2 separate regions of the Cydia pomonella genome follow, and region 2 is linked to region 1. A link is a contact called in public Hi-C data. All regions are on one chromosome and are shown on one strand. Each heading gives the region's core, a stretch centred on a gene start, on an enhancer-like site or on the middle of the called end of the contact. The rest is flanking DNA. Distances are from core to core; before and after follow the strand shown. Region 1 holds the start of LOC133530211 (coiled-coil domain-containing protein 102A-like). Region 2 holds the start of LOC133530216 (cytochrome c oxidase subunit 6C-like).

Region 1 (4,937 bases), core at 466-2,965:
AATATTATGGTACCATCGAGCTGATCTAATGATGGAGACAAGAGGTGGATATAGGAACTCTGTGATAAAACAACGCAACCTAATTGTGTTTGGGGTTTTTAGAATTTGCTCGATGAGTATTAGTTGCCTGTGGAAAGAAAAGTACAGTCAGCGATAAAAGCTTGTACCAAAAATGATTTTTTTTGCCAAAAACTTATTATTTATTTAACTTGCCCTGTTAGTATGTATCGGACAAATCTTGCAAGTTAAATTTGACCCACTTCCCGGTTTCCGATGAAGCTGAAAATTTGGATACATATGTAAGTCGGGTGACAATGCAATATTATGGTATCATCAAGCTGATCTGATGATGGAGACAGGAGGTAGCCATAGGAACTCTGTGATAAAACAAGGCAACCTAATTGTGTTTGGGTTTTTTAGAATAGGGTTGTTTCCATCTACAAATCTTAGGGCAGAATTGTATCCCAATAAATTCTTTTGGATTATAAGAGCATGTTAAACTACCTGTAATGACCATATTTTTGTAAATATTGAATTTTAAATATCTTTTGGCACACGTCACGTGACCAAACTCGAAACGTCATTGAAGATTCTGATGACGTCACAACTCTCGGATTGACACTGTTGACAGTTAGGCGATAAACAACAAATGATAAATGTCAGTTGACAGTTCGTATCTTCTACGTGTGTATGTAGTTATGTGTCAAACCGTAAACTGTGACGTCACACAATTTTCAAAGAGCGTTTTGGGCGCGAAAGCATCTGTCAAAATATATTTTGTTAATTTAACATATTTAAAGCCGTTTTTAGTATAAAAGTTGAATTTTAGGGCAACTTTTTAGTTAATATAGAACGTAATACAAGCGTTTCAAAAAATTGGAAACAAACCTATTGTCTCGATGAGTATTAGTTGCCTGTGGAAAGAAAGGAACAGTCAGCGTTAAGCATGAAATTTTTGCCAATAACTTATTTTGAATTCCCCACCATAAAATTTAGTATAGTTTATGGTGGGGAACAAATAACCCAACCAAATTACGTAGGTTTGTTTTTGGTATGTTGTCAGCAATGTTAAAACGTATTTTTAATTTTGTCGCATTGTGTATGTTCTGTCCCTCACAGGGCCCGCAAGCGTAGCTCATCTATAGAAAATACACTAAATCTATGATGCAAGAAAGGAAATAGATGAACGAAACTTGGAATTTTTTATTTCGGTTGACTCGCCGATTACGAACTATATTACCGATAAAATGAAAATGTGCGTTTGGGGGAATCATTCAAATTTCGAGAGTCTAATTATCACCATAAATCTAAAATTGGTGATTAAATCATTGGAAACTGGCGCCAATTTCTTTTCTGATCAAATCGGTCGATTTGATCCTCCCGTCTGGACTGGCCTTAATGAGGTTACAAAGAGTGATAGAGAGGCATAACGAGCTCGGTAGTAATTTCTCGGCATGCCCTTTATGTAATAAATGAAATGATTAAAGCCACAAAACAATATCTATATAACATTAATAATGACAAATAAATACAAATCATTTTTTGTCTTTCTTTGGGAAGCCTTCTTTAGGAACCGATTGAAACAGACCCTTTTTTGCCATTTCATCGGCCCATTCTTCAAAATCTGAAAGCCTGAAACAAAATACATTCGTTTACTAAAATGTATTATTATCGACGTTGATGTTGATTAATAACCACGTTCGCTGCGTAGATCGAAACGTATGCGTCACTGCGTCATGATAAAGGCTATTCTCACTACACTATATTTATTTCGATTTGCATTTTATCAGATTTTATCTAATTTTCTATGTTAACACAGTGTTTTAATAATTGGTCAAAAGTAAGGGACTTATAAGTCCTTCAATATAAATTTAATAGCTTCTATTATAAAATACTTCCACAAAAAAAAGCCGTATTTTACCAATGAGTACGGACCTTAAAAGTATAAAAATGGTTGATTGTATGAAAAGGCCTAGTTTAGACATTTAATTGCAAAAATAAATAGTGTTATCTACTATCGCAGTGTATAAGTGCTAATACAATGAAAATACGTTAACGGTGCTTGTTTCACACTGTGCAGGTATTTATATTTTATATAATTTTAAGCTCAATTTTGGAATCAATCGATTTATGTTCTACTTTAGAAATTGTCCAAATTGTCTTGTTATTTGTTGTAGTAGCGATTGTTAAAAATAACAAAAGAGAAAGGAGAACCTGTCAATTGAAACAGTTTATATTGACTTGACAGTTCCTTTTCTTTTATGGGTCCTCTACATGATGGCCCAGCGCAGGCCAGTCCAAGGGATGCATTTATGCGTTAGAGGGAGTAAGTGATATTGCTATCTCATTTCATCGCATAGCTGCGTCCCTTAGATTGGACTACGCTGGGCCATCGTGGAGAGGAGCCCTTACCCGTAATTTATTACATTTAAATGAATGTAATGTACAGTAATTGTTGTAACGCCACCTAGTGCCCTAAATGTCTAACTAGTCATACTTCACCGTCTATCAATCGGACAGTGAGTTGTATTTCATGAACAAAGACAATTTGGGCAATATTTATATGAAAAGGTGTTTCACACCTACCAAAAAATGCTTTATTTACATAATAGATATGTACAGATGTAATAACTAGCTTAAATTTAAAATAGGATACTGGTGGCATTTCCTCTTTGTATCGCAAAGCCAATACATTGTGCGAGGAAGCCGCTAGCTCTTCGGTCATCAGTTCACCACCATCAGTCAGAAGCTTATTAATAGAAAATATATCTGGTCTATCTACTGTTATCTAGCAATATATCTATGGAATAATAAGGATGCTACCCACCCACTAGCCAGGCGGCAGGAATGCATGGCCTAAGGGCTGCATTATCAGTTGTTAATTACATTCATCAAATTTATTTAATATATTGTAGATATTACATCTGAGTCACCTAACTTCAAATTCGGATAAATCCAACGGCATTTTGGGAAAGGTCCAATAGATGTTAAGTGACTTATTTAAGAACTACAATAACTCCTAAAGTAACAGCTTAGGTTGAGAACCAACCTATGAAGGTGGAGTTGTATTTGAAACAATTTATGGATGTTTCTATATATTTTGAGTCATTTTGACTAAGTGCTACAGTAAGCTCAATAAGGCTTGTGTTATGGGTACTTGGACGACGATATAGGGTAGGTGCGTAGGGTAGGTGGGTAGGGTAGGGTAGTTGCCAACTTTGTTATGTGAAAAAATCTTAAAGTTGAGGACATACATCTGTACATATCTATTATGCTTGTGGTTAGACTTGTGCATTCTCTGGTGTTACCAATCTTTCTCTATGGTTGTGAGATATGGACTAAACGAGCAGATTTGATCAAGCATATCAACATGTTTGAAATGTGGTGTTGGCACCGGCTTTTGAAGGCATCAGACCTCAGGGCCCTCCCCCTAGTAGATGGTGTGCTCAAATCACTGTACCTATGCAATTAAAACTGCACAAGGCCATGCGCTTGGCGAGGAATAGAAGCCTATGGAGGAATCTGGTCTTCTACAGATGGACATGATGTCACGATCCTCAGCATTTAGGGACCAACTGAAGAAGAAGATATCTATTATGTAAATAAAGCATTTTTTGGTAGGTGTGAAACACTTTTCATATAAATATTTTGTATGGATAGTCATAAACCTGGCTCATAAATACAGGATGGGCAAATAAGAAGTATTCATTTTGATTTTAAATTTTAACTATATTAAGTGCAAAGATTATTAAGTACAGTTTTAAAAGTATATTATTCAGGGTTGGCAAATACATGCGGAACATAATGTTTGACAAATGTGTCCACCACTGGCAGCAGGCATATGGGAGCCCTTATCATGGCAATTTTCAGCATATTTTCGGACATTTTCAGTGTTATCCTAGTAAATGGTGTCTGATGGTCGGTTTTAACTGTTTAAATTTCATCAGCTTGTTAAATGCCGGATTTAGAGGTCTGGAGGCCTCGGGAAATATAGGAGTGGAGGCCCCCTGGCCCCAAATTATTTTCCAAATAAAATGGTATTTTTTCTGAAGTCTCTATTGTGGGGGCCCCTCTTTTGTGGAGGCCCCGGGGCTGTAGCCCCGGTTTCCCTCCCCTAAATCCGGCCCTGGCTTGTTAGCATAGATTTTAGATAGTACATATAACTCGGGCATAAATGTCGATTTTTATCCACGACTATACATCGGGTAAAAATGGATCACTTTATGTTATATTGTCTAGATGTTAGAGTGCGTGTCCAGATATTTGTGAGCGCCTTAGCTGCTCCGATATATCTGATGGCGACTGTACAATCTACTATGTATTAGTGAACATTATTTTTAATTTGGTTTTTTAAGCGGTGGTTTTATACGATAAACATTCGCAGCTTTGAAAGCAGTCGAATGTAGAATGTAGGAAAAATTACAATGCGCTTATCGCTGCGTTTACCGTAAAAAACAATCAAGTCCATCAAAAGTGACCAAGGTGGACTTGGTCACTTTCTTTATAGTGTATGACATCTATTTCAGTTTATTAATTGGAATTACCCCAAACAGATCTGACACGTTATCTAAAAACCCCCTGTAGGGGTCAATCGAGCGTCTAAGAGGCCACTACCACTACCTTGACTTTTTTTGCACTTTCGTACCTTGAACGCCAAGACACAGTACAAAAACAGTAGGTAATCTTCATAGAAATGTGTCCCTGCCACACACAGATTATCATAATTTACGGGAGAATACGGTGGCGGTAGCGTGGGCCGTACCGCGACTGTGATCGCGCGCATTCGAGTAGGCTGCACGTCCGCTCGCATTTGCCTGCTCTTACCGGCCTTAATTTATGTATTGATAGAACATTTCATTATATTATATAAATAGAAACCTAGTGCTACTCATAATACGCAAATAGTATTTAACTAAAAATAAAAGTGACAACCCTAA
Region 2 (4,753 bases), core at 223-2,722, 210 kb after region 1:
TTCAAATTGACCTTCGACCGCCGGAAACTTGGTTAATTGGTTGGTCAACGTCTGGCCACTCCTACATGGCCTTGAGAACTTTTTTAAACCCATAGAGTAACTCTATAACCAATAATAACCATTATTATGTTTCCGGCCCATTTGATTGAAATGTCTCGATAATATTTTCAGTTTATTTTTAAATTTAATGTAGTTTACAGCTGTTTTTTGGTTTACATTTATTTTTAACATATCTAAATCATGTCCGAGTGTGTTCCTTGTGAGGCTTGCCGCTCTTGCGGTAAAGTCGTCAGTCCGTGCTATAAGCAACCTCGTATACCAGACTCGTTCGCTCCACGGCGCTGCTACGTAAAACCCACTGCTCCTGTAGAAGCATCCACCACGTATAATCTATCGTATTTACCCACAGCAGATTCTTCAAACTTACGTGGAATGCCTAGAAAACCAGCACCTAGTCTAGTCCCAAGCTGCGAGCCAATGGAAGGCAGCACAGTTCAGAAACTTTCATTTCTTCCTAATGCAGTTTGTACAACGCAGCCGATTCGGCCATGTCACCACGACATGTGGGGGCAGGGGCCTATGCAAGCGGTCACCACGCAACGTCACGACTATGTCCCCAAGCCGGCCATTATGAGAGAATCCTGCAAACCACCTCCTAAGTTCCACTCAGTTGAATCACCGTTTGAAAACCGCACAGTGAACCGCTTATCTTATTTAAATCCAGGTCCTGCGCCACCATCACCATCATTCGCACCTGTCAAGTGTTATGAGCGACCAACGGCTAAAATGGAGAGCTCAACTACACAGAAATTGTCATATCAGCCTGTATGCGCTCCGTCACCGCAGCGTCCGCCTTGGGCTTGCAAAGGCCAATACCAGAAACCCTGCCAGAAGATCGACTCAACAACAGTATACCGTTCCTCGTTTCTTCCACCAGGAGAGGACTGCTCGCAAGTTCTGGATTCATGTAGTTATGGTGATTGTAAGCCATGCAATTGCATCTGCCCGGCGCAGTGCATCGCCACAGACCCATGTGCCTGCCTCATATTTCCAAGAGCAGGATGCTGACGTTAGCTACTGTTATTTATAGTTGTGTTAGTTCATAAAATTTTATCGTGAAAATTGTGTAAACAGTAATTCATTGCTTACAAATTGAGGTGAAGAAATAATCTGCCGGAAGAATTAAATCGTCTTAAAGGTTGCAAATTGAAGAATGCTGAAGGTGCCCTACTTATATACTTTATTTAAATTTTGCGCTTTTTTATAATGATGCCAAACTATATTATATCGTCCCAAACATAGACGAACGAGGAGAAAAGCCCTTCAAAATATAACTTTTGAAATAAAAACTTGGTTTACTTTTTTCACTACGGTTCCTTAACTTATAACACTTAAAATATAACGCAATTAAACAAAACGCATTCCGAATGTCGTCTTTGTCAAAAAAATGTAGGTAAAGGCGGTAAAGGAGAACAAAGTGAGAAACGTCATATCGATTTGAAACGTGATTGGTTCATACACCTATGTAACGGTTATATCTACCAATCAGAGTAGACTACACGTTATCTGCGTAGAAAACGAAACAGAGAACTCACTTCTAATTCACTTGCTTTTCGTGTGGTTCAATAAATTATATCACAAAAACCTAGCAAAAGTAAGTAATTTGAATTAATTGGCTTTATTTCAGGCTTTTACTAAACAACTTATGTAGATATATATTACACATTGAACGTTAAGAGCAGCATTTTTTGGTTGCAAAGTGTTATGTAAGAAGGTTGTCAATAATCACAAGGTGTTCCTATAAAGATAAAGATTTTCCGGGTGTGTGAGTTATTAAAGCAACCAGTTAATCGTAAATTTAAATAAATCATTCTTATTATACATAGTAAGTAACTATTTAAAATACTGCTAATTGTTCACCTGTCAGATCATCACTGGCCACTGTTTTCCTTGTTAGAGGTTAATGAAATAAAGAAAAGAACGAATTGTTGGCATAAGCAGACTTTCTTTTGTTAGACATTTACTCAGGGGCGTATTTACCCTGGGGCCAAGGGGCCATGGCCCGAGGCGGCAGGCTGCAAGGGGTGGCAAAAAAGGGTTTTTTTCCTTATATGAGATACATTGGCGAATCTACTTGGCCCGGGTAACTCTTTAAAATACGCCACTGCATTTACCTCAAATGAATAGAAAATCTAATACCTTATCTACCTCTTAAACTATAACTAAATCTAATCTAATTCTAGCTAGGGCTGGATTTCTGCTTAAGCCCACTAGGCCTCTGGGCCCAGGCAATCTAGCAAAGGTTTTAAGATGGAGCCCTAAATTTCAAGTATCATACAAAGTGTCCTAGGGGCCCTAGGTCATAATCATAATCATTTATTTGTTGCAAACCATGGTATTACACTTGTACAGTCATGGACCCTACTAGGGCGTGGCAACATGTTTATATGTACATAGGTACACTTTTCTATGGCACAGAATATAAAAAATAGTAACAAACAACAAAAATGACACATTAAAATAACTATATATTATTTTATTAATTTATCACAATAACATATGCTATGCTCTGTTTTATTGCACATGACATACCTATTTAACTGCATTGACCCCGTAAGGCCTGTCCTTAGATATATGTCAATGTCATAAACTTGTAGACTCAACACTAGTTTTATGCTCATAGGTTGCGGTGGCTGCTTAAGTTCAGCGTTTTGCCACAAATTCAGTACAAAAAAAATGTCCTGAAGCCACTTGATACTAGCATGGTTACTTATTTACACCTTTGTCACCAGATGGCCGGCGACAAGGCAGTCTCCACCGTCTCCAAGCCCGTGATGAGGGGCCTCCTGAACTCCTCTATCAAGCGTAACCTCACCGTTGCCCTCACCTTGGCCGCTATCAGCGGAGTTGCATTCAAGCAGCTGGTCGGCAATGAGCGCAAGAGGAAATACGCCGAGTTCTACAGGTGAGTAATGCCTCTGTGGCGGTGCCCAGCATTAGGCGGGTCCCACAGAATCTGACACGCCGAAAATCATGTCTTAAAAATGATTTTTCTTAGGAAGAATTCTTTGAATTGGCGCCTAGCCTTTTTAGGACATGATTTTATTATTATTATTTAATAAAATCATTATTATTTAATAAGCAGGCAGGCAGTTTGACAACTGATATGACCTGTATCCAATATTCATAAAGATAGTTATCATGACTGAGTAGTAGATATAATGTGCTTGACTTGCTTATGACCTCTCAGACGGTTGTTGTTGTTGCGCTTGAACATCTCTTGGAAATCCTTGAGGTCATAGTGCCCAGATAGTATTTTGTACGTCTCTATTAGGTCGCCACGTTCTCTGCGGTGCTTTAGAGTAGTGAGGTTCAGTTCCTTTAGTCTCTTCATATGGCTTGTTTTTAAGTTGCCTTGGCAGTTTCGTGAAACTGCGTTGTACTTTCTCAAGCATCTCAATGTCCTTGGCAAAGTAAGGACTCCAGGCTTGAAAAGCATACTCCAGTACGGGTCTGACATATGTTTTGTATATTTTTAGCATCATATACGGTGTTAAGGTCTTGAAAGCTTTTCTAATGAGGTAAATCATGCTTCTGGCTTTCTTAACCATTGTAGATATGTGCTCTTCCCACTTTAGGTCCTCAGAGATTTTAACACCTAGGTCAGTTTGTGCTTTTACAGCCGTTAGTGGAGTGCCTTCCAAGTTGTAAATCTGGCAGAGATTCCGATTTCCTATGTGAAGTACTGTACATTTGGCAGAATTCAGATTGATTAACCATTCCTTAGACCAGCTTACTATTGCATCTAGATCGTTTTGTAGTTGGCTGTAATCTAGGAGTGGGTTAGCAAATAACTTGGTGTCATCCGCAAAAGTACTAATACTGCATTTGAGGCGACAGGGAAGGTCAACAGTGTATAGTATGTAAAGCACCGGGCCTAAAACTGAACCCTGTGGTACTCCACTCTGTATCTCTCGCTGCCGTGACTTAGTCTCACCAACTCTAACTTCAAAGGTTCTATGTTCTAGTTTTCTAGTAGATTTTCTGAGTTATTTGAACTTAACAGATTAAACATTAAAGGTACTAATTCCTGGAGTAATAAAAATAATTGTACCTTAGCCCTTTTTTTTTATTCAATGAGATCGATAACTTGAAAAATTATAACGCCTGCAAATGTGTAATAGCAAGAAAAATATAAATTAGTAAAACTTGGAAACCACAAATAAGATGGCTCATATTATAATTGAATATGAAGGTACAATAAAGGTACAAAAATTTGACCTTTATAGAATTTATCAATAACCACGGAAATATAGCGCAATAAAGTACACCCGCCATTCTGACTGTCAGGATGGCGGGTGTACTGTTTTTTGGTGATTTAAGTACCGTAAGGTACAATTTTTTTTAAAAGGAGGTACTAAATAGTACAAATTAGGTACAAAAATATGGTAAGTATGGTTTTCATTTAATTTTATTTAGGTACACCCGCCATTCTGACTCTCACTGACAGTGTTATGGTAGGGGAGCCCAAGATGCGATTTTTGTAGTCACTCGAGCGTTTCAGATTAAGATAGGAGTAATATGTTGCTATGAGTATAAGATGAATATATACAATGTTTAAACTTAACTGAATTAAATTTTTATCATCAAGTCATACTATACTGGAAAATTTCACCACAAGACACAATTCACGGCAAGACTCGTAACTTGCGACCATTGGAACACCGATCCAATCGCTACTTCCAACTGTTAG

The links. A called contact is a pair of places that touch in the nucleus more often than the background predicts.
Region 2: a contact with region 1 is called in a Hi-C map of whole body, with 2.7 times the contacts expected there. The contact joins the promoter of LOC133530216 here to the promoter of LOC133530211 in region 1. A contact is called at or near these places in 2 of 2 Hi-C or Micro-C datasets (both in whole body).

What each region holds. Positions count from the first base shown.
Region 1 is chr22:5,233,059-5,237,995 of ilCydPomo1, forward strand. It overlaps LOC133530211 (coiled-coil domain-containing protein 102A-like), which reads left to right and starts at 1,716. Exons shown (of 3, transcript XM_061868076.1): 1 at 1,716-2,080. LOC133530215 (acrosin-like) reads right to left here. Exons shown (of 4, transcript XM_061868081.1): 4 at 1,487-1,632. The coding sequence ends at 1,536.
Region 2 is chr22:5,441,046-5,445,798 of ilCydPomo1, forward strand. It overlaps LOC133530216 (cytochrome c oxidase subunit 6C-like), which reads left to right and starts at 1,473. Exons shown (of 3, transcript XM_061868083.1): 1 at 1,473-1,654; 2 at 2,793-2,965. The coding sequence starts at 2,793.